6 separate regions of the Mus musculus genome follow, and all the other regions are linked to region 1. The links are chromatin contacts, called in public Hi-C and HiChIP or PLAC-seq maps. All regions are on one chromosome and are shown on one strand. The core of a region is the stretch at or near the end of the contact, and the rest is flanking DNA. Distances in the headings are between cores, read along the strand shown. Region 1 holds the start of Tm9sf3 (transmembrane 9 superfamily member 3). Region 2 overlaps Slit1 (slit guidance ligand 1). Region 3 overlaps Lcor (ligand dependent nuclear receptor corepressor). Region 4 holds the start of Zfp518a (zinc finger protein 518A). Region 5 holds the start of Blnk (B cell linker). Region 6 overlaps Lcor (ligand dependent nuclear receptor corepressor).

What was found. A called contact is a pair of places that touch in the nucleus more often than the background predicts. HiChIP or PLAC-seq counts read pairs in DNA pulled down with a chosen protein or histone mark.
Region 2: a Hi-C map of pre-B cells shows a contact between it and region 1, with 3 times the contacts expected there. The contact joins the enhancer-like site here to the promoter of Tm9sf3 in region 1. A contact is called at or near these places in 6 of 39 promoter capture datasets (the C10 cell line, the SN4741 cell line, cranial neural crest and 3 more), 3 of 15 datasets of contacts at CTCF or cohesin (the NIH/3T3 cell line, large pre-B cells and pro-B cells), 2 of 484 Hi-C or Micro-C datasets (cortical neurons and pre-B cells), 19 of 115 datasets of contacts at active chromatin or transcription factors (the 230-238 cell line, astrocytes, bone marrow-derived dendritic cells and 9 more) and 1 of 9 other capture datasets (embryonic stem cells).
Region 3: an HNF4G HiChIP or PLAC-seq map of pancreatic cancer cells shows a contact between it and region 1. The contact joins the enhancer-like site here to the promoter of Tm9sf3 in region 1. A contact is called at or near these places in 2 of 39 promoter capture datasets (the HPC-7 cell line and hippocampal neurons), 1 of 15 datasets of contacts at CTCF or cohesin (the NIH/3T3 cell line), 16 of 115 datasets of contacts at active chromatin or transcription factors (the 230-238 cell line, bone marrow-derived macrophages, effector CD8 T cells and 8 more) and 3 of 9 other capture datasets (adipose tissue, embryonic stem cells and liver).
Region 4: a contact with region 1 is called in an H3K27ac HiChIP or PLAC-seq map of embryonic stem cells, with 13 read pairs. The contact joins the promoter of Zfp518a here to the promoter of Tm9sf3 in region 1. A contact is called at or near these places in 1 of 39 promoter capture datasets (pre-B cells), 7 of 484 Hi-C or Micro-C datasets (CD4 T cells, CD8 T cells, embryonic stem cells and 2 more) and 3 of 115 datasets of contacts at active chromatin or transcription factors (bone marrow-derived macrophages, embryonic stem cells and memory CD8 T cells).
Region 5: an H3K4me3 HiChIP or PLAC-seq map of embryonic stem cells shows a contact between it and region 1, with 9 read pairs. The contact joins the promoter of Blnk here to the promoter of Tm9sf3 in region 1. A contact is called at or near these places in 1 of 484 Hi-C or Micro-C datasets (muscle stem cells) and 4 of 115 datasets of contacts at active chromatin or transcription factors (the 230-238 cell line, bone marrow-derived macrophages, embryonic stem cells and 1 more).
Region 6: a FOXA1 HiChIP or PLAC-seq map of pancreatic cancer cells shows a contact between it and region 1. The contact joins the enhancer-like site here to the promoter of Tm9sf3 in region 1. A contact is called at or near these places in 4 of 39 promoter capture datasets (the HPC-7 cell line, cranial neural crest, frontonasal cranial neural crest and 1 more), 1 of 15 datasets of contacts at CTCF or cohesin (the NIH/3T3 cell line), 12 of 115 datasets of contacts at active chromatin or transcription factors (bone marrow-derived dendritic cells, bone marrow-derived macrophages, embryonic stem cells and 8 more) and 3 of 9 other capture datasets (adipose tissue, liver and macrophages).

The regions. Positions count from the first base shown.
Region 1 is chr19:41,262,636-41,265,335 of GRCm38.p6, reverse strand. Tm9sf3 (transmembrane 9 superfamily member 3) reads left to right here and starts at 1,332. Exons shown (of 15, transcript NM_133352.2): 1 at 1,332-1,577. The coding sequence starts at 1,482.
Region 2 is chr19:41,614,719-41,617,418 of GRCm38.p6, reverse strand. It overlaps Slit1 (slit guidance ligand 1), which reads left to right. Exons shown (of 37, transcript NM_015748.3): 26 at 591-754; 27 at 2,505-2,629. Among named protein-coding and RNA genes, the nearest start is that of Gm52407, 12 kb to the right of the region's middle. Within about 2 kb of position 1,443, at least 44 of the 459 cell types and tissues checked have an H3K27ac peak or open chromatin away from gene starts, as enhancers often do. A contact at or near this core is called in the 230-238 cell line, pre-B cells and pro-B cells, where this site is marked.
Region 3 is chr19:41,596,056-41,598,755 of GRCm38.p6, reverse strand. It overlaps Lcor (ligand dependent nuclear receptor corepressor), which reads right to left. Exons shown (of 8, transcript NM_001370767.1): 8 at 2,595-2,700. It also overlaps a transcript of Slit1 not described here. Among named protein-coding and RNA genes, the nearest start is that of Gm52407, 6.6 kb to the left of the region's middle. Within about 2 kb of position 1,390, at least 100 of the 459 cell types and tissues checked have an H3K27ac peak or open chromatin away from gene starts, as enhancers often do. A contact at or near this core is called in bone marrow-derived macrophages, memory CD8 T cells and pancreatic cancer cells, where this site is marked.
Region 4 is chr19:40,893,422-40,896,121 of GRCm38.p6, reverse strand. Zfp518a (zinc finger protein 518A) reads right to left here and starts at 1,417. Exons shown (of 5, transcript NM_028319.1): 1 at 1,332-1,417. Mir8092 (microRNA 8092) reads right to left here and starts at 1,419; the gene lies at 1,333-1,419.
Region 5 is chr19:40,992,851-40,995,550 of GRCm38.p6, reverse strand. It overlaps Blnk (B cell linker), which reads left to right and starts at 1,330. Exons shown (of 17, transcript NM_008528.5): 1 at 1,330-1,539. The coding sequence starts at 1,493.
Region 6 is chr19:41,578,087-41,580,786 of GRCm38.p6, reverse strand. The region is part of intron 7 of Lcor (ligand dependent nuclear receptor corepressor); the gene reads right to left. Among named protein-coding and RNA genes, the nearest start is that of Mir8091, 9.2 kb to the left of the region's middle. Within about 2 kb of position 1,311, at least 18 of the 459 cell types and tissues checked have an H3K27ac peak or open chromatin away from gene starts, as enhancers often do. A contact at or near this core is called in liver and pancreatic cancer cells, where this site is marked.

The DNA.
Region 1 (2,700 bases), core at 83-2,582:
TAAGTGCTTCTTGGATATGTCATGCCAATGAGAGCACATCTAATTCACCTTTTAAAGAGCTGTCTGGTTGGTAATACATTAGCAGTTAACAAACTAAAGAAGCAAACTGGGTCTAGTCTTTCAGCAAGTCACCCAACCTGTGCATCTGTCACTTTTCTGTAAGTGGACACACTAAAGGTACCTGTTGCATAGGGTCTGTGTGAGTATCAGAGTGCCTGGCAGATGAAACCATTACTGATGATTCCACTATGAGTTCTAACTATTCAAGATGTGTTTTGGACAAAAAAGACATAATTTGATTTCTTGGTAGGAAATCATGTTGGTACTCCTTGGGAATGGACAGGGAAGGAAGATTGGTAGTGGGGTCTTCTTCAGACTTCTGCACAGTATGGTGGTATAGAATATTGGCTGTGAGGTATTACACGACCAAATACCAAAACCTGCCTGATACGGATGGATGAGACAATCTTCCTCTAAGTCCCACATTTAGAGAAGTGTCCTTCTGATCATTTCTGAGTCCGTAGTACGTTTTGGTTTGAGATGGGGCCTTGCTACGTAGCCTGGCAGGCTTGGTACTGAGCCTGTAGATAAGGTTGGCTCCAATCTTTCTGCAATTCTGCCTCTGCGGTCCTGGTGCCGGGATTACATGCCTGCACCGCTATGACCCGATTATTTCGTTTTGTTTTCTTTTCTTCTTTTGTCTCACGCTGTAACCCAAGCAAGTATGCAATAAACAACAATCAGTCCAGCTTCCCGAATGCTGGGGCTTACAAGAGTAAGATACCAAACTTAGCTCCTTATTACTACCGGCTCAGATACAGAATATGAGATCAAGTGATTGGAGTGCTGAGGAACTTCCGGACACATTTATGATTGAGGCTGAGAAAAACAATACGTAGGCAGATGAACAAGAATGTCAACTTAGCCCAGATCTCTTGATTGCATAGAAGTCTATAAACAGTACACGGTGATGTTTAAACACCCAACCGACCCTGTCCAAGTTTAATAATCATCGTCCATAAAGAAGCTTGCGGAGCCCGAGGTTAGAGGGAAGGGGTGTTCACGCACGCCGTGGCGAGCTAGGCGCCTGAGCCGATGTCACCCCAGCCCGCCCGCAGCCGGGCGCGCAAGGGCCCAGGCCCAGGTCCAGGCCGAGGCTGAGCAAGCAGCACAGCAGCGGCGACTCGGAACCCTTCAACCCCGCGGCCTGCGCGCGCCGGCGCCCCACGGCCGGCGACGGTTGCGGCCCCGCGTCGGGAGGACTTCCGGCGTGTGCCGGGGTGGCCGGATGACGTGGCTGAGTCAGAGGAAGAGGCTCGGAGGCCGGGGGGCGGGGGCGGCGCGGAGCGGGCGGTGACGGCGGCGGAGGCAGCGGCTGTGCCCGGGCCCCGTGCGTCTGTCCGCGCCCGGTGGATGTGAATCGGCGGCGGCGGCGGAGGAGGAGTCGGTGGGCCGGCGCCCGGCCTGTGGGAGCGCGGAGGATGAGGCCGCTGCCGGGCGCTCCTGGCGTGGCGGCGGCCGCCGCGTTGTTGTTGCTGCTGCTGCCCCGGGCTCGGTCTGACGAGCACGAACACACGGTGAGGCGAAGCGAGCCGCGCGGCCGCCCCCGCCCCAGCCCCGCTCCCAAGCCTGCCGCCCCGCCAGACCCGGCGTGGTCCGAAGGCCCGGGGGGCCCGGTGCAGCCCCGCGGCCGCCCGAGCGCTCCTTCCGGTCGGGCATGGCGGGGCCGGATCCGCGGGAGCTGGGAGGAGGCATTTCCGAGCACTCGGGGCTGCCTGGGCCTTGCTCCGCAGCTCCGCCTCTCGGGGCTGCTGCCCGGGGATCGGCCCGGAGCGGGCTCTGGACCCGGGAAACTGGACGCTGTGCACACAGCACGGCGGAGGATGGATGCGTGGTGATCCAGGCGCTTGCCAACCAGGAAATACCCATCGCTTCGCGCAGGGCTCCGGCCTCTTCCTACCCTTCTCTCTCCCTCTCGCCCGAACCGGATTTAAACCGTGGGGTGGGGACAGCTTTAGGGAAGTGGAGGTGTGAACGGTTTACACGCGGACACGTCTTCACCCTGCACGCACTCGGTCCCCAGGACTCCCTTGCAACTTTCTCCGCGCTCCGTGAGTGCCCAGAGGACGCCCTGTTCGGGTGGTCGGTCCCTAACTGGGACAGCTCTGCCCTTGTGTCACCCAGCCCTCAGGCCACACCCCCACTCACTTTTGCTTTTGGCCTGAAGTTGATTGGCGGTTTATTTAATTGTATCTTCACATCAAAGCTCGCCTATTAATGACTCTTGGAGTGACTTTCACCTAGAGCTGTAACGCTGTGGAATTCACTTATTTATTTTTTTATTCAGAATGGTAGACGCGGGGAAGTGTGGAAAGTCTGATAAACCTAGAAGATTGCTTGGCAAATTGGAGATTGTTTCAAGGTTTTTATCTGTATTGTGATTTTTTTTTTTTTGCCCGAGTAGTTGTGTATTTACTAAATTTAAAATATGTGGAGAACGTTTGGCTGTAGCTGATCGGTGACAAAATGGGAGTACGCTGCTTTTAAGGGGCAGACGTTAGATTTTGTTTGTAGTGAACAAAACTTTGTTTTGATTAGCCAATTAAAAACTCTAAATTAGGCTGTTGTATTTTCAGTCACTGCTAGAATCTAATTGCATGTGTATGCGAGTTTTTTTTTCCAGAGAAACGTTGAATCAGT
Region 2 (2,700 bases), core at 194-2,693, 350 kb before region 1:
GCGCGCTCGGTTGCTCACATGTTTCCAAGACACTTAGCATTCAAAGCAACCTGTGGCGTTTGAACGAGGCTTGCAAGTAAGAATGTGTGTGCACGTGGTCTTTGCTTAGCTGAAAATGAGAGTGAAAACAAAAGTGGATGGGCTGCCAGGTCAGGCAGTTCAGGGCTTAGACCCAGAGGCTGCTCTTTGCCGCTGTGTGGCCCCAGGGAAATTACATATTCTACGAGATGCTCAATTCCACGTCTTCAAATTTCACGAAGAAGCTTGCATGTGGGATTAATGACAGCACTGGATGTGTAACGGCAGAAGCAGAGGCCATTTCTGGTCAGGGGTAGATGCTGGCTACCCTCTCCCCAGTGCCTGTGGAGGCTCTTGAATATAGAGCTTCTGGCCTTGGCAGCATGGTTTCGAACCTAAATCTCCCCCTTCCTTTGCTCTAAGCTGGTTACTCAGTCTCCCCAAGTCTGTCTTCGTGACGAGGCACAGCAAGGGTTTAAAATGGAGCTTGGGGGTGACCTGGGACCTGCGTCCTCAGTGACATAAAAGCTTCCGAAACTGGAATGCCTGCTTTTCTCTGTTGCCTGTCCCAGGGCCATTGGTGCCAACCCCCTGTACTGCGACTGCCGCCTCCGGTGGCTCTCCAGTTGGGTGAAGACTGGCTACAAGGAACCTGGCATTGCCCGCTGTGCTGGACCCCCAGAGATGGAGGGCAAACTGTTACTCACCACACCTGCCAAGAAGTTTGAATGCCAAGGTGAGCCCAGGGGCATGAGAGAAGGGGTGGTGGGTGCCAGGGACCCCAGGATTTGCCTAGCCCCGGTGGGGTCTTCCAGAAACTCCCGGGTCCTTGGGTCCCGCTGCTAGGTGAGTCAGATGATATACTTGAGACTCTTCTGATTAGAATGGCTGTCTTCCATCTTGATGTCCGACATACAAACAGCTAGGCGGAAAATCCCAGGCCTTGAAGGCTTAGATTCTTCCCTGTGGTTATGTAAGAAAAATCAAAACAGCAGTTTTGAAGCTCCCAGGCTCCTGGCAATACAGGCACCCAGACTTCCCTGAAGGTAAGCACTGTGCCGGACAAACAGCTGAAGCCCCCTCTGTCCCTGGTGGGACTGAGAGACCAGCTGGTGCTTTCTGGACATTTGTAGCACAGAGAATCAGGGTGTGACCGGTGGCCCGTGCTGAGGATCTCTGCCTCCAGCATCTACAAATACTTGTTCAGGGACTGATTGACAGACTGGTTGGCAGATCAGGCTCCCCCGAGGCCCTACAGAACCCTGTGAAGCAAAGACAGGTGGCGGAGTGGCTGCCTGGGCTCAGCTTTGTTTGCAGGGGGAGTTAGGGGAGGACCCTAGGGACCCCAGGGCATGGCCCTTGCCCTCTGCAAGCTCAGAGACTGCCATCGGAAATGAAACTGACAGCTGTAGGTTAATGAGGTGGCCCAGGCCACCCTGTGTGCAGGAAGCTGTCACAGCTGTAATAGTTCCAAGGGCCCACAATGTGGCAGCTCCTAGGAGCAAGCCGATCTATGCTAATAGGTGCATGGCATTTGCTAGTTGGCAGAGTGGAGCTGAGTTGTATTTTTTTTTATGTACTTTTAAACCGAAATATGACAACAGAAAGGTACACAGACATGAGGGAAGGGCCGATGCATGATCACTGAGTTCACTCACGTACCAGTACTGGGCTAAGAAACCGACGACACATCTGTGCCTGGAAATCCCGCCAGCAGCCTCTGTCCTGTGGAAAACATTTTTTTTTTGTTTTGTCTTGGTTTTGTTTTTGCTTTCCCACTCAAGCGCATGTCTTGATATGTTACTGATATGTTACCTCTTCTAGAAGGAGCCTTCAGCAGGGAGCCTGAGTTGAGTGGCCAGGTTTTCCTATTCATTCTTACAAAACGTTTGTGTCCCTCATGGTTGGCACCCAGGTACCATTGCTGCTAGGCTACCCTATTCTCGCCAGTGATTGAGGTCTGGAGGAGAGCCTGTGTAGCTTAGAGGTAACAGAAGATTCTCTTCTCTTTAGACTCCAAGAGAAAGAACCTCAAGGCATGTAGATCCACCCCCCTATAGGCTCCCTGCAGAGCCAAGCCCGGGCTCACAGTGCCCTCTCTGCTGAGCAGGCTGCAGGCTGGAGTGTCTGCTTCTGAGGGTGTGAAAGGCAGAATCAGGGACAGTGAACAGTCATGGTTTTGCTACTCTCTGCCTCTTAGGGTGACCCTACCACTGTGTACAGTTTCCACCTTCTGAGCCCTGCCTACCTGTTCATACGGTTCTCACAGCTGTATGTGAGTCAGGGGCTTCCAGTGACCCTTTAGTAAAGTGGGCTCTGCAGCTGGAAAGCTGGACTGGGCTGGGAGATATAGCACAACCGTCACAGACTGGCAGTGAGGCATGTCTCCTGGGAGGGTATGCCTCCATAGGACCGGACCTCTCAGGGTAGTGCCTCATGCCTACACACGTGCCCTTCCTCTGCTAATGTTCTCCCTGCTTCCACAGGTCCCCCCAGCCTGGCAGTTCAGGCCAAGTGTGATCCCTGCTTGTCCAGCCCATGCCAGAACCAGGGCACCTGCCACAATGACCCTCTTGAGGTATACAGGTGTACCTGCCCCAGTGGCTACAAGGTGAGTGGAGGCTGCAGCTGGAGGGACAGAGTTCTCTCTGCTGCGAGGCATCCCTGGCACGGCTGGGTCTG
Region 3 (2,700 bases), core at 141-2,640, 330 kb before region 1:
CTCCAAGCTTCCAGGTCACTGTGGTACCCTGGCAAACAGCTGAACCAGGCTGCAGAGGGCAGAATAGCTCAGACACGTAGCATGACGTCTCTTTCTAGAAATAAAGGTGTTCTGGCCTCCTTAGCTCTGTGCAAGTTTCCTTCCCCAGACACCATCGCTCCCTATTGGCCGGGAGAAGCCGGTCCCTGGGCATGAGAGGCATGGACTGGCAGGTGATGTCACCTTTCCCCCAAGGCCTTGAGATGGCAGCTTGAGAGGCTGACTCGATGGTTCTCAGAGAGCCATGAGCCCCAGGCTCAACTTTACCTTTGACTTATTCAGTACCTTGCCAGCCAAGGGCCCGGTCTACGGCTCCCATCACCTGCTCACACTCAGACTTGTAAGGTCAGGTAAGAGGGTGACTCTGAGACCAGTCCTTTGAGAAACCATCTCCATGTTCTGTTCCCCTTTGGTAAAGATCTTCAGTTTGCTTTGTGGTCATCACTGGCTATTTCCATTAGACGTGCACAGCAGAGACCCAGCAGGGCAAGCCCTCAAGGAGCTGGTTACGTGAGCAGCACTGCTCAGGGCCCTGTGGCGATGCTAAGGAATGGGAAAGGACATCTTTGTTTTCTCTTTGCCTGCTGTTAGCCTAACCGTGAAAGTATCTCTTTATACAGAATACTTACAGATTCTAATATATATTTGTATTTCATTTTGTTATAGTATTTTTATATGTTAAAGTCAACCTCCAGTGTCTTGTTTTGATTTTCAGATGCTCTGTGGTTGTGACCTTTTGTTTGGGGTTTCTGTAGTCGTTTGAGTCAACTCTTAGAAACTGGCTTCAAACAGTCCCTGAGGGAGCTGCACCTGTCCTTTCCCCAGAAGTATTGTTTTAGGATATGTCAGTATTGTCTGCTGTCTTCCATGTGAACATGACATTGATTCATGGACTTTCTGCCTGGTCTCTTTCTTCATCAAAACGAGCCTGCTGCTACCAGCATTGACCTTCCCAGGGTGGGAAGGCCCTGGGTTACCACACTGACCACAGTCATCACAGCCTGCTGGGATGTTTGCCAACCTTGATGTGGCAAGGCTTGTTCATCAGGAAGGAGAGGGGTGTGTGACAAACTGGGGAGGCTTACTCTCATTTCCTGCCAAGTGTTTAAGTCACACTAATATTTTCAGCATTTGCCTACAGAGCCACTCACACATTTAACCAGACTCCAAGGGTCTTGGAGCATCCAAGCGGCCGTAGAAAGCAGCATGTATTCTCAGATAATCAATCCTAGAAGGGGCGTGTGTCCAGGCCAGTAAAGGGAGCCCATACACCAGACCAGAACACTGCACATAGGAAATGACATGAGTAACAGGATCTAAGTTTCTAAGACAGGGACCCGCCCCCCATAGGTCACCAAAGGAAGGATGTGCCAAGCCCTCCTCCATTGAGGCCAGAGCCATGAACTGATCTCACATAGGGATGTAGTGATGTCAAAAGGCTCCATTCTAAGAGCACATGACCACCTTGAAAGGGCACGGGAATGGTAACTCTGGTGCCTTCACAATAGCTGAGAATTTGGAGAGGAAGGGCATGCTGGAGAGCATGGTAGAGGAGAGCAAGTGAAACCCTGTAGGTCACAGGCTCAAGTGTATGGGGGAGAGGTAAGCCAGTGGTCAGCGCAACTTGGCCCATCATTTCTATTGCCACATCAGATTAAAGCAGTAGGTACCAACAGGGGCAAGTGGAAACAGTCACCGCTGGAGACTACGGCACATGAAGAACATTTTCCAGTCTATTTGTACCAGCTGGTTTTCACCATGACCTAAATTTCTTAGCTTCAAACAAAACACCAGAAACCAAAAACAAACCAAAAATAAAACACCCCCCCACAACAAAACTAGAGACCCCAATTTTTTGAGTGAAAAACTTATAGTTTTAAACTATTTTTTTAAATCCTGGGTTAAGTTGGGTGTGGTGGCGCACACCTTTAGTCCCAGCACTCGGGAGGCAGAGGCAGGAGGATTTCTGAGTTCAAGGCCAGCCTGGTCTACAAAGTGAGTTCCAGGACAGCCAGAGCTATACAGAGAAATCCTGTCTAGAAAAAAAAAATCCTGGGTTAAATAAACACATCTGTAGATTGGAAATTTACAACTTCATCGTTAAAGCAAACCCCGGGGTTGCTGGACAGTCACTATCAATTCCGTGAATATCCAGGATTGGTTCCCCATGGGTCTCCTGGGTCAACCATGACTTTGAACAGACTCACTTCCAGCAGATCCAACAAGTCAGATCGCAGAAGTCGTTCTGGCAAGTGCGAGGTTTGTTTTCTGTCACATTCCTGCTGGGGTCACAGAAGTGGACAGCACTTGGCTGGCTGGCTTGTCCCCTCCCTTCAGGTTGCACATCCACCTTTCCTGCCCCGTCCAGTGACTCCCACGATGCTTCCATTATATTTATATCCGTCCCCTGAGTAAGGTATAGCTCAGAGGGTCATTAATCGTTTAGGGTAGTGCCCAGCCCCATGGCTGACAGTCTGCTTTCAGCCACACACTAGTGAGGCAGGGGACTGTGCTGTACTGTCCCCTCCCCATCTGCAGTGACTACACAAACACACTTTAATATCAAAGAACTTTAATATGCTGCAATAAAATAAGCGCCTTGAAAAAGCTCACAGATGTCAAGGTTAGAGAAATCCCTCCCACACACCCTCTAGTTCCACA
Region 4 (2,700 bases), core at 168-2,667, 370 kb after region 1:
CTAGTACGAATTGCCCCTTTTGACTTTCTAAAGAAAAATACAGCTTTGTTGAAGGATAATTAACAGATCTGCAGCTATAACTTTAAAAATGTTAGGGAATTTCAGCAAGTCTCTCTATTCATTCTGACCATACAAACTTTAGAGCACACTCAAATCAGACCTGTTTTGCTGGGAAAAAAAGCAATTCAATTATTATTAGTAAAATGTGCCTTAAGAAAACCAGACTTTCAAATTAACCACGCTGTGAGTTGTTTTTACATTACATCCCTGAGATAATCACAGACAGTTCAACATTCTCATGAATTCCTCAAAAACTGACCCCTTTCCCCATTTTCAAGACTTTTGAAAAAAATAATTTACAAAAACTAAAATAACCCAAATTTAAACCTGAAGCGAAAACTGACCCTTAACTTTTGTTTTCTAAACTTTGAAGTTGCATCTGTTCCATTGGTCTAGATAAGAGTTAAATCACATCATCTATGCATTCAGACCCAATACTTTTGAGTTACCAAAGCCATCTAACTCAAGATACTACCCACTTAACAAAGAGGACACCATGTTAAGAACAGATTCAAGATGGACCCTACAAGTGGGGAAAAAAAAAAAAAAAGCCCGTGACAAAGAAATCCATATGCCACTGGGTGTGGTGGTGGTGGGGGCAGTCTACAAGAGGACCACTTTCTTGCCCAACTCTGAGGGCGCGCAGTGCGTGCGCCAAGAGAGCGGGGAGTCTCTGCAAGGAAGAACCCCCAATAGCCATAGACTGGGCCCATAGTAGGGATGCCGTCGAGGCGGGCCCGCGAACCTACAGCTCGAGGGGTGCGGACTGAGGGCTGCCCAGCCCGTCTCCACCGGGCGCGGAACCCGACGAGCGATGGCTTCGCGCGCCAAACGCCCCCGCATCGCCCCCAAAACGCCGCGCCCGATCCGCCCCTTTCCCCGGAGTTCCGCTGCCCCTCGGGCGCGCGGATGTACACTGTCGCCGCGCCGTGCGCGCGCGCCCAAGTCCTAGGCTCTGAGACCGTGGGGGAGTTCTTAGGGACAAACTTACAACCAGCCCAAGCCGAGACGACAATGACCAGCCCTAAGAGCTAGCAAGAGCCCCGGGTTAGAAACCAAGGACTTCTCTAGAAAACTTTGCGGCAAGTTGGCCGGAAGCGCTGAATGGACGGGACTATTTAACATGAGCTTCCTAGCGCAAGAGGCGGATCCCCCCCAAGACCATTTGGGGGGAACCCTAGCACCCCACGATTTCGCCCTTGGCCCCTTGCCGTCTCTCTGTGCGTCCCGACATCCTAACTGGTCTTGGCGGCTCCGCACACAGGGAATACCTGCCGTGGTCCCCATTGCCTGCGAGTCCCAGATGGCGGCCATTACCCCTCCATCCGGGTACTGCCGGAAAGCCGAGCGCCGCGCTGCCGGCAGCGCACGCTGCGGCGGAGGGATCCGCGCTGCACCTGAGGCGAGCGGAAGGGAACGGCGGCCGGAAGGGCCCCCGCCTCAGCCTCCCGAGAGTAGGCCATGGCGCTGAGTCCACGGCTGACCTCGTCATACGGCGCCTCCCTGCGTCCCGCCTCACCGCCCCCCGTCTACTCACCAGCCGCGGGGATCCTACTGCGGGGGGAAGAACGGGGAAAATGGCTACCGTCCTTTCCCAAGTAGACACCAGAAGCAGGAACTGGTGTGCTTGGCAAGCCTTGGTTGACAGGAAATGGCCTCAACCCAGAGGTTTTAGGCAGCCCCCATCTTAGCAAATGGCGTGTTCCCTGTACTTACTCGGATCACGCGAGTTGTGGTATCCCTTTGACGTCCCAGTGGTTGGACGAAGCTGCTACCCAAAGCTCTGGCCCACAAGGGAGCCAACCCTGAGCTCCAGAGCAGCCCCACGCACAGGCTACCTGTGAGGGACACTCTTCTCTCCCGCCGCGACACGACCTCCTCCCACGGCACGGAGGACTCGTCTGAGCGAAGGAAGTCCTCTCAGCGAAGGAAAACCCTCGCACGCCCCTCACAGACTCAAAAATGGAATCCTTGCCCCCAAGAAAAGAATCCTTCCCCACCCCACACAAGAGTCGTACAAAGTCCAAATGTGGCTCCTCTCTTTCAGAACGTTTCAGAAGCCTACTAATCTCACTTGGTAAATAATTACCTCCCTTAAAAGAAAAAAAGGACAAAAAACACACGTGGAAGCACTGTGGAAACTGCCGCCGTCAAAAACTCGAGGCGGAGGGATATAGCAAAATATAAAAGATCGAATCTGAGAATTTTGGCTTCAACTGTGGGCCGTAGTTTTTTTTTTTGGGGGGGGGGATGCGTGGGGGCAAGGGGTAACCCAAATAACTCCTGACACGCACAAATTTTTCTTAAAACCAATTTTAAAACTGTTAAGAATTTTCCACTTTCTTAGGATATGCTTTTGAACGCATTGACCTGTGCCACACGGACTTTACCCTTTAAATTAAAAAAAAGAAAAAGAAAAAGAAAAAGAAAAAGAAAGGAATAAAACACACACGGAGAACCCTTAGTTTTGGGTGGTTTGTACAACAGTCCTCCTAGAAGCGGCAAGCTGAAATTCACACAAGAAGTACAAACATAACTATAAAAGTGAAGGTGAAATCTATTAATATCAAAAGGGCATATTTATAATCTATAATGATGTTTGCAAAATAGATTTTCTTTGGGGGGGGGCAGGGTAACAGG
Region 5 (2,700 bases), core at 81-2,580, 270 kb after region 1:
TCTCCTTCAGGATACATTGCAAGAAAACCGTGCAGGCAGATTAGAGAAAGGCAACAGTTACGGGAAGCAAGTGTCTGCATTTCTCTCCTGATGCCCTACTCTTCTGCAAAGGGACCTCACCCTTCAACCACTCTGAGGCATCAGCTCTCGGACATCCTGAAGAATGGCAAATTCAGATATAGTGCATGAACGTGAACAGTCAAGGAACCAGGAGGACCGAAGAGCTCCTCTTTGAACAAAGAACCTGGGGGTGGGGGTGGGCAGGGGCGGGAAGAAATCCGGGTTTGCTCTCTGTCTCTTCTCCTCCCTTCTCTGGCCTGGTCCTCCTTCCCACTCTCTCCTCAGCCAGGCCCTTGAAGCTATAACAGGAGAGATAACTGAAATCCCTCCACTCTGTCTCCCTCCAACCCCCCGTGCATTCTTTAGACCCAGGTCGATGGTCCTTTGATAATGTTCAGAACGTAATCTCCTTTCACAAAGGTGACTAGGATGTGCCAGGTGAGTGGGGGTGGGGGTGTTCAGGTCCAAGGGGAAGAAAGAACACGCCCTCTCATTTTTTTGTTTTTTGTGTTTTGTTGTCTCGAGGAGTATAGCAGAACTGTCTAGATGGGGTCAGAGGCAGGTGTGGGATTTCACTGTGCTTGGGATACCCCTACACCTGACATGTCGCACTGGGTGTGATGAGAGGGGAAGACATGGAGGGGAGTTAGGAGGCATCCGCCTGATGTCATGTGTTGGGAAATCACTAGGCTTGTCCTCAGCTGACTTTTGAGTGTATCCTGTCTTTATTTGAAAATGGCAAGCTTTCAGCAAGGCAACTCCTGACTCCACACAGCATACGATAGGGTCGCCTTTCCCCACCCCTAAGTGACCTTGACCTTGCACAAAGAATTACCTATCACATTTTAAATGACCACTGCTGTGACCTCGGTGACAAGAACTGTCCATTTCATGTCTTAGTTCTTAAGAAGAAGAGGCTAACCCATGGCTTAATGCAAATGAGCAGAAAGCCCCCAAAGAGCCATCCAGATATAATTGATTATTCAGCTTTTCCTTGTACCTAAGAAGTGGCAGGGTGACTCTGGCCATCTGCTAAAAACAGGGACTACCTAAGGTTTGGGACAAACAGGAAGTAGTGCTCAGTCAGAAACTTATCCAACCTGGCAACACACCTGATCATAAAAGAGCTACTGGAAGGGATTTGCATGCCCAATAAGGTTTCACTACCGAAGTTTACACAACGCACAGTAATCAGCCAGGCTGGCTGACTCCCTGGATCACATGACCTCGTAGAAACATGAAACTTGGCGATGCGCTCCAGCGAGTTTTACTTCCCCTGTGCAGGGGTGTTTGCCAGCAGCCTGTGGGTTGCTCGCAGAAGTCAGTTCCAGTGGCTTGAGTTCTTGAGGCCAGAGCCTTACCATGCTGCTCCCCAGGAAGTCCAGGAGCTGCTGACACCCCCCTGGACAGCGACACATCCTCTCTCAAGAAAATGGACAAGCTGAATAAGATAACTGTCCCTGCCAGCCAGAAGCTGAGGTAAGAGATTCCCTTCGGAGCCTTATTCCTCTTCTTTGCCCTCTAGGGCTCCTCCAGCGCTCAGAGGCACCAAAACCTTGGGATACTTGACCAGTGCCAATCGGTTAGCAATGGCTATAGGGAAGTAGATCAGCTTTTTAAAGAAACGTGTAGGAGGAGTGAAGGAACCTGCTTTGGCTGGTTTTTGCCAGGGATGGGACAAAGAGTGAAGCTCTGGGAAGGCAAGAAGATAGAAAATTTGATGGCCCACATGCTAGCAACAGCCAGCTTTCTGAGTCTGAGGAGGGGCTCATCCATGGTGTGAAGAGCGTTTGTAGTCACTGTCGCTTACTGACTCTTGTTTGTTTTGTGGGTGTTCACCCTAAGTTTATTGGGGGAACTACGCGTCTCTCCAGTACCCTCATGACTATCTATTTTAGAATGTCAGATGGCTCACTGGATAAAGTGCTGAATGTGCAGGTCTGATGATCTAAGTTCCATGCCCACAACCCAGATAAAAAACGGAAAGAGAAGCAACTCCACAAAGCTGTCCTTGGACTCCACAGTCACTGCCAGCCTGGCACATGCATGCCCTGACACATCATGCCCACACACATTTCACACACACATACACACACACATACTGATAATAACAATAACCATTTTAAAAAACAGCTTTGGCAATTTAAAGAAATATATACTAAGAAAGAATAAGCCAGCAGTGGCCTAAGGCATACATACGTCAAGAGACCATGCAAAGATGACTTCCCAGTTTTTGAGTTTGAAGAGCATTGTCTTCTGAAGTGGGGCTGATGACTCTCAGAGGCTGGAACTTTCAAACGTTTAAGGGTGTGTTATATTCCATGTGCAGGCTAGAACTTTGGACTTTCATGAGGTCATACTTAAGGGATGGAGCACTGGAGAGTCTGAGACAAATGACAAGAAAAGACATGGAGTTGATAGAAGGACAGTCTTTCACGGTGGCACATGGGTCTTCTCACTCTGAGGGGTTTGGTAAGAGGCAGACTGAGAGGTACTAAGGGGTCCAGACCAGCGGGCAGCATCAGCTGGTCAGCCATTTTATAGAGGATACCCAGGAGAGCCACAGAGCCTTTAACATGGAAGTTAGAAGGTCCCACAGGCACCCTCCATCTTCTGCTGTGCATCTCACGGAAGGGAAGG
Region 6 (2,700 bases), core at 62-2,561, 320 kb before region 1:
TCAGCTTAAAAGTACTTTGAGAACTCAATGGCTTTTAAGACAATTTCTCAGAAAGAACAATTGGCTGGAGAGCCACCAACAGTGCTCCAGAACAGGACACAAAGAGAAAGAAATTTCACAGTGGAGGGGCTATCAGCTTTGACCCATGCAAGGCAGAAGCATCCCCACAGTAGCCCACCACCGAGCTCCCCGAGAATATCCGAGAATATCACCAGGAAACATTTCAGTCTCACCAGCTGCTCTGCATGAAAGCTAAATCCACACTGGGAAGCTAAGAGGGAGGGAGAGGCCAACACTAGGTTCAAGACAGGGCACAAACATGGCCTGCGGGGATGGCCAGGGGTCTCACGGTGGCTTTGGGCTTTTGGATGCACAACTTTTACCGACATGGAAAAGAGCCCAGATTCTGAGACAACATCTCACACACACACTCTTCTCAGCCCCTCTGGCTTATGGACCTTTAGGAGACTATTATTTGATGGCATGTGAAACACGACAGAACACAGACGGTAGCTTCATGTGTGTTGAACATGTATTGATACGTCTTCTGGCTTACTCTTCCATCTTTGACTCTGACCTCATGGCCAGGACATGTCTTTATAGAAAGGTTTACCACAGACAGCCTGTGTCACCTGCCTTTCCACCTCCCACTGGTGGCAGAGTTACAGTAAAGGACATGGGAGCTGCAAAGGAGACATCTGACTGGACCCCTACTCTGACAGTACAGTCCCTCAGAACCTTAGCTGCACCTGCACACTGGGACTGAATGGCAGTATGCTGAGAGTCTGCACAAAAGCAGGGTTCAAATAGTTTTGGCTTCTGTCTGCCTTTTTAAAAAGAAACTTTTTATTCTTTGTGAATTTCACACCATGCAACCCCAGTCCCACTCATCTCCCTGTCTCTTTGTATCTACCATCTATCCTTGCAACCTCCCCTTTCCCAAGAAAAAAACAACAACAACCACCTCATTGCAGAAGCTGCAGTGAGTCATAGTATATCCTACGGTAAACCCTTCTGTCCACACATCTTTACTTGCAAATGCTCACTGCAGTGAGTCATTGGTCTGGTTCAAGACCTCTGTCTTCTGCTATTCTATGGATACTCTATCCTCACTATGGCTCCTCTCGGGTACCCTGTTGACTGTGTCATGGAGATCCTGCAGCTTTGGATCTGCAAGGCTGACCCCTTCACATGCTCCAGTAGTTCCTAGGGTGGGCCAACTCAAAGCCCTGAATCTGGGCCTGGGTGGCAGCCGTGTTGGTCAGCTCACCAGCTCTCCCTCACCCACACCACCAGGGTGAGCTTTGTGGCACTGCTCCAGCTGGCTCAGTCAATGCCTCAACTGGCAAGGCTGCCTCTGCCTCTGCCTCTGATGTGCTTGGCAAAAGCAGTCAAGGTTCTTGCTTGCTTCTCAGTGCGACCTGAAACTTTCTGTCTAGCTGAGACTAACCTTGAGCTCTACTCCTTCTCCAGCTTCCGTTGTCCCAGTGTTAAGATTACAGGTGTGTGCCCTCACAGGCAGCTTAACTTTTTTGGGGGGGGTTGTTTGTTTGTTTTGTTTTTTGAGACAGGGTTTCTCTGTATAGTCCTGGCTATCCTGGAACTCACTCTGTAGACCAGGCTGGCCTCGAACTCAGAAATCCACCTGCCTCTGCCTCCCAAGTGCTGGGATTAAAGGCGTGCACCACCACTGCCCGGCTTAGACTTTTAATTACGTTTATATCATGTATATATATCTCATGTGCACATGTGCCACAGCATACAGGGAGAAGTCAGAGGTCAGATTTTGTGAGCATGTGGGTCTCCGGGATTAAGCTCAGGCCGTCAGGCTTGGTGGCAAACACTTAGATACACTGACCATCCTGTCAGCCCCTGAATTTCTGAAAATATTTTGGTGTGTAATTCTTTACAGAATCATACCATCACTTAACACGCGTCTCTCTCTCCACTTGGCCTTTATTTCTCTGAGAATCAGTATTTACCCCCATCAGGACACAGAAGATGGAAGACAGTAGCTGCTGGAGATGGCAAATGATGTGTTCTTAGTAGATGTTTCAAAGCTCCGAATGTGACCTGTTTTGTAGGCAATTTGGATCCATAGGCAGAAACCTGGCAGTAAGTAGTGACCTTGGGGCTGAGAGACTGCACATTAACACTAACCTTTGCCCAGCTATCATTAAATAGCTAACTTTACAACTACAGCCATAAAGCTACTTTTGGCTGTGACTCCAAATTACTACTTACCACCCCCCCAAAGGTTTTAAAGAGAAATCTAATTTAGATGATTTTAATTTCTTACCATTCAGCTATTTAATGTTTAGAGTTAACCTCAACTTCCTGGTACTTAATTATATTGTTGCATTTTTCATGTTTGGCTTTAAAAAATGGTGTCAGTCTGATTTAAATTGGCTAAAGATCTACCTTTGCTTAGCAGTACTCAAGTTTCCCTGCATCTTTAACGGAGCCCAAATACAGCGCTTGCACTAACTTTGGTTACCCCTAGGCAACTGCTAATTGAACAGAGCAGAGATTCTGTCTTGTAGAGAATTTCCTCACTCTGACTCTGAAAAAGCATGACATTTTAGATCCGTAATTAGTCTGTGTCATATAGATTATTGACACCTGACTAAATAGGATCTTTACAAGAAATATATCGCAGACTTTGCAGTCCTCGGTCTGACTTCATGGTACGTCGAAATA